Regions from separate parts of the Sus scrofa genome. Here all the other regions are linked to region 1. The links are chromatin contacts, called in public Hi-C and HiChIP or PLAC-seq maps. All regions are on one chromosome and are shown on one strand. Each heading gives the region's core, a stretch centred on a gene start, on an enhancer-like site or on the middle of the called end of the contact. The rest is flanking DNA. Distances are from core to core; before and after follow the strand shown. Region 1 holds the start of SLU7 (pre-mRNA-splicing factor SLU7). Region 2 holds the start of TTC1 (tetratricopeptide repeat protein 1). Region 3 holds the start of PWWP2A (PWWP domain-containing protein 2A).

Region 1 (4,815 bases), core at 814-3,313:
CTCAAACTTTTCCATCACACTAACCCTTAGCAAGTACACAGAGTCCTACCTCTGCTCCTCTTAAAGACTGAATGCTTTAAGACTACCTATATTCAGGAGTTCCCATCGTGGTGCAGTGGTTAACGAATCCGACTAGGAACCATGAGGTTGCAGGTTCGATCCCTGCCCTTGCTCAGTGGGTTGACGATCCGGCATTGCTGTGGGCTGTGGTGTAGGTTGCAGACTCGGCTTGGATCCTGCATTGCTGTGGCTCTGGTGTAGGCTGGCGGCTACAGCTCTGATTGGACCCCTAGCCTGGGAACCTCCATATGCCGTGGGAGCGGCCCAAGAAAAAAAAAAAAAAAAAAAAAAAAAAGATTACCTATATTCATTGCATCTATTTCTTCATCTTCTACCTCCGTCAATCACTCTGATTTACCTTCCACTCCCACCACTCCAAAGATATACCACTAAGCTGTCAATGCGTTAAGTCCTGTGGACACTTTTTAGTTCTATACCTTTTTATATATATACACACACATATGTATATATGTATATATATACACACTAATATATATATATTAGTGTTTTAGGACCTTACCCATGGCATATGGAAGTTCTCAGGCTAGGGCTCAAATCAGAGCTGCAGCTGCTAGCCGATGCTGCAGCCACACCAGATCCAAACTGGTTCCTGTCTCCTTTGCAAGTTCATTCATTTCTGTACAGTCATTTAATGTTGGATTCCACAAGGCTCAATCCTAGGGCCTTCTTCATCACTCTTAACTCCAGCAGAGGACAAGCTTATCTATTTCCAAGGCTTCAACAGCCAAAATACACAACTGTTGGCTCTCCAATTTATTTCTCTACTCCAGACCTTTTATTTGAGCTTCAGATAAGTACATTACAATTACTTGCTTCAAAGTATCTCCACTTATATACCACAGAGAAAACTAAACTCAACAAACAGTTTTGTTTTGTTTTTTCCTCTCCTCAGTCTGCAACCAGAACGCCTCATGGCGACGCCAGATCCTTAACCCACTGATAGAGGCCAGGGATCAAACCCGAATCCTCATGGATACTAGTCGGATTCGTTTCGCTGCGCCACAAGAGGAACTCCCTGAACTCAACAAATCTTAATCTTCTCTCTGAAATCTAATCTCCTCCACTGTTCCCTCTCTTGATGAAAGACAGACACCATCATCCATCACTTAACAACGTTCTAGCTAGTACCCATATCTCTGTCAGCACTAAGTATTATTTTCACCTTCTGAATATCACTCAAATTCATCTACTTCTGCTCTCAACAACGTTATTACTCTTTCCTTTGAGTCTCTTCTGATTCCCTACAATTAATTCTCCACACTGCAGTGCTATTTTTTAAAACAGATTTAACCATATCATGTCCCACTACCCAAGCTTAAAACCCTCCAATGCAGGACTGTCCGAGAGAAATATAACACCAGCACTATATGTCATGCCACTGAAGATACAGTCCTGGTCTAACTGGGCACAAGTACCACGTATGAGGCCTAGCACGGCGGCATCCTTTTCGGTCCCCTGTTCCCATTTTCTCCTCAACCTGGCGTTCGTCAACGCCGTAAAGATATCTGTATTAGCCTCTAGCTCACTTCCCTGAGTTCTTCACCTTCACCCTCCTCCCCTTCCCCAGATTCTCACAATAATCCCTCACCTGGTCACGAAGTCGCGCAGTTGCTGACCCCAAAACAGCCGGACACGAAGGAAGCGGAGCGTCAATGTTTACTTCCTGACTTTCCTTCCTCTCCCGGCACCCACTGCGGCGCCTTCCGGACGACTAACACATGCGCACCAAAGACTCTGGGTCTCGGACACCCAAACGACGCTGGTCTCGCGAGATCTCGATCCGTACCTACCTCTCTACAGGGGGTCTCTAGTTTTGGGTTAGAATTGAGCAGCTCATTTTTGTTTGTTTGTTTGTTTTTTGTTGTTGTTGTTGTTGCTATTTCTTGGGCCGCTCCCGCGGCATATGGAGGTTCCCAGGCTAGGGGTCGAATCGGAGCTGTAGCCACCAGCCTACGCCAGAGCCACAGCAACGCGGGATCCGAGCCGCGTCTGCAACCTACACCACAGCTCACGGCAACGCCGGATCGTTAACCCACTGAGCAAGGGCAGGGACCGAACCCGCAACCTCATGGTTCCTAGTCGGATTCGTTAACCACTGCGCCATGACGGGAACTCCTGAGCAGCTCATTTTACATCCTGTGCTTTTTCAACTCTTTTTCTTTTTGAGTCGCAGAATTTTACGACGTAAAACAAAACATGCAAACAAAAGTTTTAGTGCCGAGAACAGACAACAGCTTATGCTTCACGAAATGAAATCAAAGTGCAACGAAATGAATGCGGAAGTGCTTGAAGTTAAAAAAGCAGTGAAAGTTTTCCTGCTGAGGCTCAGAGACACCGGCGGCGTTTCTGCCGGAGCGCTGCGAAGCGGGTTCCTTCCCCAGCCCGTGCGGTGGGTTAAGGATCCTGCCTGCAGCATAGGTCGCAGCTGTGGCTCGGTTCTCATCCCTGGCGAGGGAACTCCATATGTCGTTGGGCAGCCAAAAATGAAAGAAAGAAAGAGTTAAAATTAGTATTAATTAGTAGCTAGTGTAACACGCTGGGGACGTGGTAAACACAGTCTTTCCCTCTTCGAATTTACATCATACAGAGTGAGAAAGACACTAAGTTTTTCCGGTGATTTGTAGAAAGCTGCTATCAAAGGAATACCAGGTCCTCTGAGGATATATGGATCTAATCCGTAATTGCAACACTTTGCCCCAAAGTGATCTTGTGTTTTACTCTTAGGAAAAAAGCTCTTTAGAACGATTTCCGTTGTGTGAAAACAAAACAATGATATATATGGCATCTGAACTTTCCTTTAAAGTGTAATGTGAAATAAAGTGCTGGAAAATAAGCAGTAATTTTGGAGTAGAACTTTCTCTGAGTTTTTTTTTTTTTTTTTTTTGCTTTTTTAGGGCCACACCCGTGGCTTTATGGAGATTCCCAAGCTAGGGTCGAATCAGATCTGTAGCTGTGGGCCTACAGAATCCCAGTTGTGTCTTTGACCTACACTACAGCTCAGGGCAATGCCGGATCCTTAACCCACTGAACAAGACCAGGGATTGAACCTGCATCCTCATGGATGCTAGTCAGATTAGTTAACCGTTGAGCCACTACGGGAACTCCAATGTTCTGGTCAACATTTTGTTTTTTGAAATAACACGTATATATTCCTTCCAAATGTCAAAGTGAAAATAGCTAACATCCTTGTCTCAATAAAAGATCTCATTATCATATAATCTATTTTTTTCTTATTAATTTTCAGTGTCCAGGGCATAAGAATGTAATTATTAATTTTGATTGTGCAAGGCAATAGTTGAAAAGAAGTTGTCAGAAAATAGTCTGAACTTGATCAGTCTGTGAATCACTCAAGCTTTATTTTTATCTCCTTAAAACAATTGCTGAAATTTGCTTGGAAGTGTAAAGGCCTGTTTAGTTAAAACCACCAAGAACAAACCAGGGAGCACATCTCCCAGAGGAATTATGTGTGCTTGACAAGATTCTTCTCTAATCTTTTGTAAAGTTTGGATTCCCCCTGGAGGATTCTGATGGGGATCTAAGGAAGCAGGAATCAGTTCTGGATGGCTTATTGTTTGATAGCTTGGGCTTAATTAGGACATAGGTGCGGTTATGTGGCGATGGTCATTTAGCAGTTACGTATCCCCATTCATATTCAGGGGCATCTTTAGTAAGAAAACAGTGGTTACTCAAAGATGGAGTGGTTGTTGGAAGTTCCTGTTGTGGCTCAGTGGGTTAAGAATTGGACACAATGTCTTTGAGGATGCCGGTTCAATCCCAGGCCCCTCTCATTGGGTTGAGCTGAGCTTAACTCACCTAGGCTTAATGACCTACACCCCTTGCTGCAAGCTCCTGGTGCAGATCACAGATGTGACTTGGTTCTGGTGTTGCTGGGGCTGTGGTGTACGCCGGCAGTTGCAGCTCCAATTTGATTATTAGCCAGGGAACTTACATATGCCTCAGGTGTGGCCCTAAAAAAAGAGAGAAAAAAAAAAAAGATGGAGTGGTTGCGGCATTTTACAGTTACTACAGGACCTTGTGAGACATAATGCTTTCTATTGTAGGGGGAAGACTTACCCTAGGGAGATGTTAACCTTGTACTCCCCAAAGACCTCAGGAAATAAAAGAACTCCCACCTGGAAGCTGTGGGTGTTGTTAAAGAGAGAAGCTACTGGACCCAAATCGAGTCACTTGTGCCCATGACACCAGATCTAGATTTAACACTTAACCTAATCACAACTCCGAAATGTAATCTCCAAAAATGTGATCCAATCAACCAGTTTAGAATTTACCAATCAGTGTCAAAGAAATGTCATCTAATCAGTTTGGAATTTCCTGGTCAGTGCCAGTGTCACGTGGACCCTTTCCGTCATCCCCTACCCCCCACTCCACCTCTCAGAGCAAGAAGAGGCAATCGTCTTGTAAAATTCTTGTTGTTCCCCGCCTCCACCACTGGCAAAGATGTCCTGGCCTCAAAATCCTTTATTTTGCTGATAGTTCCTATGCCTCATCCTTCTTCCTACAAAAACACTTCAGCTTGTACAGCCCCTTGGAACACACTTCTGTTTGTTCTGTGGGATGCTGATTCACAAGTTGTTGAATAAAGCCAATGAGATCTTCAAATTTACTTGATTGAATTTTGTTTTTTGACTGTGTTGTGCAGATTCGATTTTGAAATACATACTTTTGTGTGCTGATGACATAATATGGAGCTGAGACATTTAGAAAGAGATATAG
Region 2 (4,815 bases), core at 802-3,301, 400 kb before region 1:
CTACCAAACTGGCCCAACTGGATGTTGGTCTTCTTGATATAGAAAGAAAAGAGTGGATTGCTTATTCTTTGGGGCTCAGCAGTGCCTTTATTCCCCCCTCTCCCCCCTTCCCCCACCCCTGACTTCTTACGGATGGGACTGTTTCATATTAGGTCTCTTGTCTCCAGCTGTTGTCACAAGGCCTGTCACGTATTGTCTTTAACATTCATGAAACATCATGTGCCTAGGCCTGTGGTCCTTGTCTTCTAGATTTTCTCATTTCTCTCTGCCAAAAACTTAAGTGGGAGGATCCAGTGTTATCCAATTTTTGCATATGAGATAAATTTATATATTAAGCTTAGAAGCACTAATTAATTTGCTCCAAAGTAATACAGGTAGTCAAATGATGGAGCCAGAATTAGAATTCCAATAATCAAATAATCCACCTAAAGCTTTTTTCATGACATGTAGTACCTAATAAGCACATAATCAATGAAGGTTAGCTATTAGAATTACCATCCAAAGTTGGACAGCTAGTAAAGTAAAAAAGCTGACACTGGAGTTTCAGTCCTGGCTCAGCGGAAACAAATCTGACTAGTATCCATGAGGATGCAGATTTGATCCCTGGCCTCACTTGGTGAGTTAAGGATCCAGCATTGCTGTGAGCTGTGCTATAGGTCGCAGACTCGGCTCAGGCCCCATATTGCTGTGGCTGTGGCATAAGCCAGCGGCTTCAGCTCTGATTCGACCCTTAGCCTGGGACTCTCCATATACTGTAGGTGCGGCCCTAAAAAATTAAAATTAAAGAGCTGACGCTATAATGCATTTATTTTATTTATTTACTTAGTTTGTTCTAAAATTTACAGCCTTTCTATCACACCAGAATTTATTAACAGGACTTCTTAAAGGTCTTAAAATCTAAACACTTTTTTGAAGTTCCTGCTGTATTTTAAAAATTAAGAAATATTAAAAAGTCTCCAAAATTGACACACACATATATACACAGGTTTTTGTTTTTGTTTGTTTGTTTTGCCTTTTTGTTGTTGTTGCTTTTTAGGGCTGCACCCACAGCATATGGGAAGTTCCCAGACTAAGGGTCGAATCAGAGCTATAGCTGCCAGCCTACACCACAGCCACAGCAACGCGGGATCCCAGCTGAGTCTGCAACAGACACCACAATTCAGGGCAATGCCGGATCCCCACCTACTGAGTGAAGCCAGAGATCTAACCGGCATCTTCATGGCTACTAGTCAGATTGCTTCCGCTGTGCCACAATGGGAACTCCATTGCTTGGGGTCTAATAAACATTCAGTAACGTTTTCTGAATGACTATGTAGGCCAACAGTTTGCTTTTGGTTTCAGGGCCACTTAACATTCTCAAATATTATGAAGGACCATAAAAAGCTTTTGTTTATGTGGGTTACTGTGTAAGAACTGAAAAAATTGTAATATTAATTTATTAATTCACTTAGGATAACAATACACCCATTACATGCTAACACAAATAATCCTTTTATAGATGATAATTATGTTTTCCAAAACTATATATACATATACATATATATATATACATACATATATACACATATACATATATATACATATGTGTATATATATATATATATATATGGTGGTGTTTTACCTTTTTGCAAATCTCTGGCTGAATAGAAGACATCTGAATTTTTATCACTCCTTCTGTATTCAATCCATTGCGCTATCACAGGACACAAAGCCTCTGGAAAATCCACTGAACATTCATGCGGGAAAGAACATGGAAAGGCAGATAACAACTTATTATTATCAACACTGTTGATCTAGCAGTGAAGCCCTTAAAATGCACACTGCGAGAACCATTCGATCGAAAACTTTACTTTTGGACAAGTAAAGCTTCAGGATTCCTCTGTACACAGCACAGGCAGCATGAGAAAGGTCAGAGCCAAGGTGTAAAAGGAACAGCACAGAAACAGCCTTTCTCTTTTTCTTTTTCCCTCCGACGCTGAGTTACACGGAGACTAGCCGTAACTCAAGATGGCAACCGTCTCTTATACTTCAGGTCGTACAATGACGTCACACAGGGACAGATACGCCCTCTCTCCTGGAGGTTTTACTACATTTCCCAGGACGCTTTGCGAACAGCGACGCTATTGGCGCCGACGGAAGAGCCCTTGACTGAGCGGAAGAAGAGGATCTCAAGCTGGGAAGGTGAGGACGCTAGGAGCTGTGAAGCAGTAAGTAGCCGCCTAGGTGTCTTCTCTTCAGGTTTAGGGACACAGCTAGGGTACGAATCCTTGGGGAGCGTGGGGTGGCCCGTCTTTAACCCTGGGGCCTCAACCTCCTGCGTTTTTCCACTCCACCTGGGAGCGCAGAGAAACAAAACGTTGCTGTGGAGGCAAGTCTCCTTATTAAAATCGTGTTGTTTTAAGTTTTCTTGAGACGTGCTGGAGGGAATTCGGGCTATTGTCGCAACACAAGCAAGGGTCGTTGGCGTGAATTTGTTGCGACCGGAGGGGCGGGGCTGGTGACAGTCTGACTCAGCTTCTGCAGCAGTGGTTCTCAATTGGCTGCACGTGAGAATCACCTGAGATGCCTTTTTAAAAATACAGATGCCCTGGCTCCACACCAGACCAGTAAATCAGAATCTGTAGAGTGTAAGATAGTGAGCACTCGTTCTTGTAAAGCGTCCAAAGTGTTAATGTTGTGCAGCCAGGGTTGAGAACCACGCTTTTAGTGGCTGATTCTGACCCCCTTGAGAATCCTGATTAGGGCCACCTGAGCCAGGGCTCCCCTTCCACTCTAACCTGCCTCGGCTCTACCACACACATTTGGGTGAAATTGATAATTACTCTTTTGGTAATTCGTGTGGTGGTGCTGGAAAGACAGGCCATAGTTTCTTATTTACAACCTGCTGTTTATTCTGAATAAAGGTTAGGGACTCTTCATTTTTCTTGCCATTGTTTTCACTTCTGCCTACTTTTTTGCTACTGGGACAAACTGGAAGAAGTGGAAAGTGGAAGAGTCACGTTTAAATAGGTTTTATCTTGTTGCTTATGAGAAGTGCTGGGGAGTTCCCATTGTGGCTCAGCGGCTAACGAACCCAACTAGTATCCATGAGGATGCAGGCTGGATCCCTGGCCTTGCTCAGTGGGTTTAGGATCCTGCGTTGCTGTGAGCAGTGGGGTAGGTCCCAGAGGTGGCTAGGATCTGGCATTACTGTGGCTGTGGTGTAGGCCAGTGGCTACAGCCCCTATTTGACCCCTAGCCTAGGACCTTCTATGTGCTACAGATGTGGCCCTAAAAAGCAAAAAAAAAAAAAAAAAGTTCTGAAAAGTATCGGTTAAAATTACATTTGACATTGTTTATGGACTTATGATATCCTTTATATGTGAATACATAAATGAATGAATTTCAATGAAAAGATGTTAGGGTACAATTTGGGCTTTGATGCAGGAATTTGTTCAGATGTGATGGTTAGCATTTGATAGGTAGATAAATAACCATTACCTAACATGTTTTCTCTTTCCCAGAGTTTGAGCTTCACCTCCTTCACGATTGAGCATGGGAGAGAAGTCAGAAAACTGTATGGTTTCAGAGGATATGTTCAATGGTTTGAAAGTTACAGATACCCACGAAGCAGAATGTGTTAGCCCTCCAGTTGCTAATGCCAAAGATGACCATACCCAGAGCAAGCTGCACAAGGATGTTGAGGCTCGTCCCCAGGAAGACCAGGAAGAAGAGGAGTGCTTTCATGACTCTAGTGCCTCATTTGAGGAGGAGCCAGGACCCAACAAGGTTGAGAACAAATCTGATGATGATGTGAATTCCTCTGAACTAGATGAAGAATACCTAATAGAACTGGAAAAAAACATGCCAGATGAGGAGAAAAAGGTATATATTACATTTATTGTGCATGATTTGCTATGTTGTCTAGCTTCCTTTTGTTTTTGTTTTTTTTTTTTTAATGGCCTCTTCTACCGAATACAGAAGTTCTGGGTCACTCATTGAATCTGAGCTGCAGCTGCCCACCTACACCAACACCGGATCCACATTTTATCCATAAAATGAGAGGGAAAATTGTTACTTGTGTTTTCATTTAATCCTTAGGACATACCTATGATATGCATACTGTTAGCATTCTGTAAGAGAACAGCTAAGAATAGTATAGCAGCTTGCCTGGAATCACATATCTAATAAATGGCAGAACTAACCTTCAAAGCTGGATTTCTTTGATTTCCAAGCCAAAGTATAATGTAGAATTTAATAACAAAAACAGCTGTTTTCCTACAAAGCAGATGCTGTAATAAAACGTATACTCTGCTGCTACTTTGCCCCTGGGCTAGTGACTGTGCAACTCTCTCACTTCGGGAGACAGAGGCTTGGTGTCCTCCATACTGATCTCATAAGTAAGGTCACCTGAAAAGTTACCGTAATATCTGAGTTTGTCTGCAACGAACTTGAAAGAGGTTTGTAACTCATGCCTCCGAGGAGCTCACTCGCTGAACAGGTTTTGATGGATTGGTGATGGAATGAGATGCTAATATGCAGTATAACAGTGGGAGTGAGGATGTAGTGAGAGGTGAGGTGAAGCAACTTGTCTGTGTTCCTCCTTAAGCACTTTTCGATATCAAATCTGTTGTTTTTAGCTTTGGCGTGCCACCAGAAGAAAGGATAAAGGATAAGTATAGCCAAGTTTGTAAACTGTTTCAGCAGAAATGGCTTGGAAAATTAAATCGAGTACCATTCAGTAACATGAGGGAAATGATTTTCCAGAAAGCGAGTGCTTGGTTCAGCTTTCAAATCACTGGTGCAGGCTTTTTAGAAACATTAATTCTGATACCT
Region 3 (4,815 bases), core at 1,055-3,554, 290 kb before region 1:
AATGAGCACCTCAAAACAGAATAGCACCATCCATTCTATTTCCAGAAACAACTTACCTTTTTGCACTTTCCTTTTGCAGATTTGAAATCCAGATTCTCACACAATCACCGGCCTTCACTTCTGTTTGATTCAATAGCATACACACTATCAAGCATACACTCTCTCTTTTGCTATTAATCAGTAGAAAGCACTTTGGTCTTATTTTGCTTTCTAACGACAAAAAACAAAAGTATTTAAGTCCTGACGTAAATTCTACTTCAAAAAAAAAAAAAAACAGCCAGTTCCCGTTGTGGTGCGTTAGAAACGAATCCGACTGCTAGCCAGTGGATTCGGGTTTGATCCCCGGCCTCGCTTAAGTGGGTCAGAGATCCAGCGTTGCTGTGAGCTGTGGTGTCGGTTGCAGAGGAGGCTTGGATCCCATGTTGCTTTAGCACAGGCCAGCAGCTAAAGCTCCGATTAGACCCCTAACCTGGGAACCTCCATGTGCCGTAGGTGCGGCCCTAAAAAGCAAAAATAATTTTTTTTAAAAAAGACAAAAAAGAAACTAATTTTTTTAAATTTTTTAAAAAATGTAAGACGTAGGCGTAAAGGCTCCCATCTTCTCCCATGCTTCAATTATGTATCCCAAATGAGGAAAGATTCTTAGGTCTGGACGGGAGGGCAAGCAGCTAAAAGTAAAACATACTAAAATTAACCATTTCTAAACAGGTGAGACACTAAGTGTGTGCTGTTGCAGGAAACAGAATGAAGAGCCGTGAATGGGAGTCTCTGCACTTCATATCTGCAAAAGAAGAGAATAAAAAGGTTAAGGTAACTCTAGACCTAGAAGAAAGTATCTTCTTCACCTGTTTAAAGTAATGCCCAAACAATTAAAAAAGGAAAATGTGGTACAAGAGGCTGGCTATTGAGTTCACACCCAAACGTTGTGGGTGAACTCAACCATTTAAACTGTATCGTTTGAGAAGTTAGTATTTGAATACTTTTATACCACATCTCGATACTAAAGGTTAAAAAAAAAAACATCTCTTCTTTAGACTTTTCTTAAAGCCATCATCATGATGAACCAAATATGCTTCCATACTGAACTTATCTAGGGGGAATTAGTTCTAACTAAGAATAACAGTCAAGGATCTCATTTTTAATAAATGCTTTTCCCTTTATAAGGAGTGACAGCCTTTTGGGAGTCCCAAAGCACACACCCCTTTTTTCAACCTCATTCAAGGCTAATTTGAGAACAGGGCAGTATCCCCCATCCAGCACCCCGTTCTCTGCAAAAAGCCTTCTGCATTTTGCATTAACCCATCCACCCTTGTGTGGGTGAGCCAGGGCCAGGTCATAGGAAAAGGCCGAGGCTGGGGGTGAGACCCGCAAGGCCGTCAACACCCGCGCCCCCGACCCGGCGGGACACCTGCACTCGCGGGCGTCCACCTGGGGCAGGGCCCGCCCTCCTGCGGCCCCACGCGCCTGCCCCTCTCGGAGCACGCGCCACGCGCCGCGCGGGACCCAAGGGCGGTACAGGCAGCAGGGCGCCTAAGAGGCGGGAGCCCGAAGTGAAGGGGCCGCCCAGGCTCGATCCCTCCCCGGGGACCGTGGGGGCCGGGGCGCCCGGGGGCGTGCTGGGGAGGACGCGGTACCTTTTGGACAGATCCATCAGGACCCCCGAGAAGAGCTTCTCCCCGAGGCGGAACGACACGACGAGCGCGTCCTCAATGATGTGGTCCAGCGTGACCCGCACCTCCGAGCCGGGGATCAGTTGCGACACCGCGGAGTCCCCGCCCGCCGGCGGCACGAGCGCAGGGGCTGCTGGCTGGGGCAGCGGTAGTTCCTGGCGCTCCTCGGGAGCTGGGGGCTGCTCGGGCGGCGGTGCAGGGGAAGGTGGAAGGTCAGGCCCCTCCTGAGACGCGGCTGCCGTCAGCTCCACAACACCGGCAGGCAGTTCGTCCGCCTCCAGCTCCAGCTCCGCCGCCTCCGGGCTGCAGGCGAGCTCCCCCGGCGGCGGCGGTGGCGGCGGGAGCGGGGGCTCGTCGGCCTGAGGAGAGGACTGCTGCCCGTCGGCCTCGGCGTCCGGCACAGATGCTTCAGTGGCCGTGACCGGGAGCGGGTCAGTGCCGGCCTCGCTGCCGGGGATGGGCTCCATCTCCGGCTCGGCCTCGCCGGCGCCCCCCTCCCCGGGGGACGCTGCAGTCGCTGCCGCCTCTGCAGCCACAGCCGCCATTTTCTTCCTGGCTTCTCCCTCCTCCAACTCCGGCTGCTGCTGCGGCGGCGGCGGCAGCGCTGCTGGGTTCCCCGGGCCTTCCCCGCCCTCACGCTAACAGTTTTGTCCCGCCCTTACCCCCCCCATGCTCGCTATTGGCACTGCGCCATTGGTTCCGTCCTACACCCCTCCCGCACTTGTGACATTCCACTGGTCAAATCAGGACGTCTATCACCCAGTCCATCCCTCCCATGCAGAGTAGGAACTTCTCATTGGCCGGGCGAGTTGTCAAATGTGGTATCTTAGAGGAGGAGTTGGGGACGGGCTCAAAGGGGGCGGGGGAGTCACCGAAGCTGAGCCTTATACTTAGCTCCTCTTTCTATTGGCTGGAGGAGAAAATAACGTCTTACAGTTGGTCTACCCTCCTGCCCATTATCAGCCGGTTTTTCAGAGGTGGAGTAAACGAGGGAATCACGTGGCGTTCCTACTCTTTCAAAGGCGACCGAGGGGTGGAGAAACGAAGTAATAAGGGAGGGGAACCGCCTCCCAGGAATCCCTGCGCAGAGGTCCTTAGAATAAATGTTATTTCTAGGCGCAGACCTGCTTGCTGCCGCGTGTGGGCACAGGCTTCTTTGAGAGGGACAACTAAAAGTTTGAAGATAATTCTAAAAAACAGTTTTTGAGCTCCTACCATGCAAGGCACTTGCACGGGAATAGAATAGAATAATGTGTAAGACATTCCCATAACCTCACTGCAGCTGCTCAAGCTCCCACAAAAAGTGTTTCCTCGACGTCGCTCTACTTTCTAGGAACAATGCACCTACTTATTCCAAAGTAGGAAAATGCTAACGAATCTCTTGCGAAGGAGGGCATTAAGAATCCTAAAGTGTCACTGAAGCAGCCTGGGTCGCTGCCACGGCCTGAGTTCAATCTCTGGCCAGACAACTTACATAGGCCTCAGGCGCAGGGAAAGGAAGAGGGAAGGAGAGAGAAAGGAAGGAAGAAAACAGGAAGGACACCATGCACACTAGATTAAGCTGATGATTGTCAGCTTAATGTATGTCAGAGAGCAGTCCTGGACTTTCTTGTGAACACTACTTTTTGGAAAGTGGTGACACCTGGCTCCTTGCTCCAGCTTTTTTCGTTCCGGGCCTCTCCTATGCCACAGGTGCAAAAAATCCTCTCTCTTCACCGCCCTAATGCTCCTACTTCTCTGTTCCCATTTTGTTTCTTCACTTGTGTAGAAGAATCTATTGAACCCATTTCTGACTAATTGCACCTCAGATTGAGTCTTTTCTCCAGAAGAGACTGTAGGCACTGAGAATGCCTACAGCAAAGAGAGAAAAGTTACCAGCTTTAGGTGGAGTGAAAAATGAAATTCTAAAGATTACTTACAGCTAATGTTTATTGAGCACCTCCTACGTGTAGGCATTAATACAAACACTTAGTATAATATCTCATTTCATCCTTATAACACTCCTATAAAGCAGGTACTATTAACCCCATTTTATAAATAAAGAAATTGAGGGAGTTCCCCTTGTGGCTGAGTGGAAACAAAACCGACTAGTATCTATGAGGATGCAGGTTCGACCCCTGGCCTTACTCAGTGGGTTAAAGATCTCAGTGTTGCTGTCAGCTTAGTGTAGGTCACAGATGCAGCTTGGATCTGGTGAGTCTTGGCTGTTGCATAGGCTGGCAGCTGCAGCTCCAATTCACCCACTGGCCTGGGAACTTCCATGTGCCACAGGTTCAGCCCTGAAAAAGCATAAATAAATAAAGTGGTCTTCTTAAAGATCACACAGATGCTATAGAAACCAGGTTTTTGCAAGTGCATGAATGTTTCACTCATCCATTGAACAAAATAGTTTATCTCCTGCAGGCTAGATGGCTACAGAAAACAGGCATGGATCCCACCTTACAGAGTTTTCACAGTGATCAATTGTCTATATTTCACCATCATCACGTAACTAAACATAACATATAGCTCCTTGACACTATTAGACCCACACTGAGTTCCCATACTGTATAATATCCCACAGGGAGGAAAATACCCCTCAAGACCTAAGACCTGATTATCTCTTGCAGTAATTCATTGCAAGACACTGTAGTGAGTCATTTAAATTAAGGATTTATAGCAGATAGTAGCATACCAAGTCACCATTTGAAATCACCATTTTCATCCTGCAACTCAAGAGGCTAAACTGGCTTCTTACAGTCACATCAAGTATATTCTCTTCTTTTTGTCATTCAAGGCCCTCTCTGTTTCTACTCTTTCCGGGTCTGTTCTCTATTAAACTTCAAGCTTCCTAAACTGGTAAGAACTTTCATCCATTTATTCAACAAATAAATATTCAAGGCAAACAAATAAATCTGTCACTTACTGGGCTAGGCAGGCAGAAGGCATGCAGAAAGAACATGAAAGCCTTCTAGGACTTACTTTTCTAGCAAAGGAGCTAGAAAATAAGCAAAGAATAAATAACGCTATTACAGATCATGAGCAAAGCCATAAAAGAAATAAACAGGGTGAGGTGATAGGGAGTAGCTGGAGGAGGGGCAGAGAGTATCTCCTTTAGATAAAGTGGTCAGAAAAGGCCTAAGGGCAAAAATTTTTTTAAGAATTT

The links. A called contact is a pair of places that touch in the nucleus more often than the background predicts. HiChIP or PLAC-seq counts read pairs in DNA pulled down with a chosen protein or histone mark.
Region 2: a Hi-C map of liver shows a contact between it and region 1, with 12 times the contacts expected there. The contact joins the promoter of TTC1 here to the promoter of SLU7 in region 1. A contact is called at or near these places in 2 of 5 promoter capture datasets (fetal liver and liver), 3 of 47 Hi-C or Micro-C datasets (heart right ventricle and liver) and 1 of 2 datasets of contacts at active chromatin or transcription factors (alveolar macrophages).
Region 3: a contact with region 1 is called in an H3K27ac HiChIP or PLAC-seq map of alveolar macrophages. The contact joins the promoter of PWWP2A here to the promoter of SLU7 in region 1. A contact is called at or near these places in 1 of 5 promoter capture datasets (fetal liver), 1 of 47 Hi-C or Micro-C datasets (liver) and 1 of 2 datasets of contacts at active chromatin or transcription factors (alveolar macrophages).

The regions. Positions count from the first base shown.
Region 1 is chr16:63,115,674-63,120,488 of Sscrofa11.1, reverse strand. It overlaps SLU7 (pre-mRNA-splicing factor SLU7), which reads right to left and starts at 2,063. Exons shown (of 16, transcript XM_003134093.4): 1 at 1,670-2,063.
Region 2 is chr16:63,512,753-63,517,567 of Sscrofa11.1, reverse strand. TTC1 (tetratricopeptide repeat protein 1) reads left to right here and starts at 2,051. Exons shown (of 8, transcript XM_005672575.3): 1 at 2,051-2,181; 2 at 3,504-3,864. The coding sequence starts at 3,535.
Region 3 is chr16:63,407,387-63,412,201 of Sscrofa11.1, reverse strand. PWWP2A (PWWP domain-containing protein 2A) reads right to left here and starts at 2,304. Exons shown (of 4, transcript XR_002339711.1): 1 at 1,635-2,304.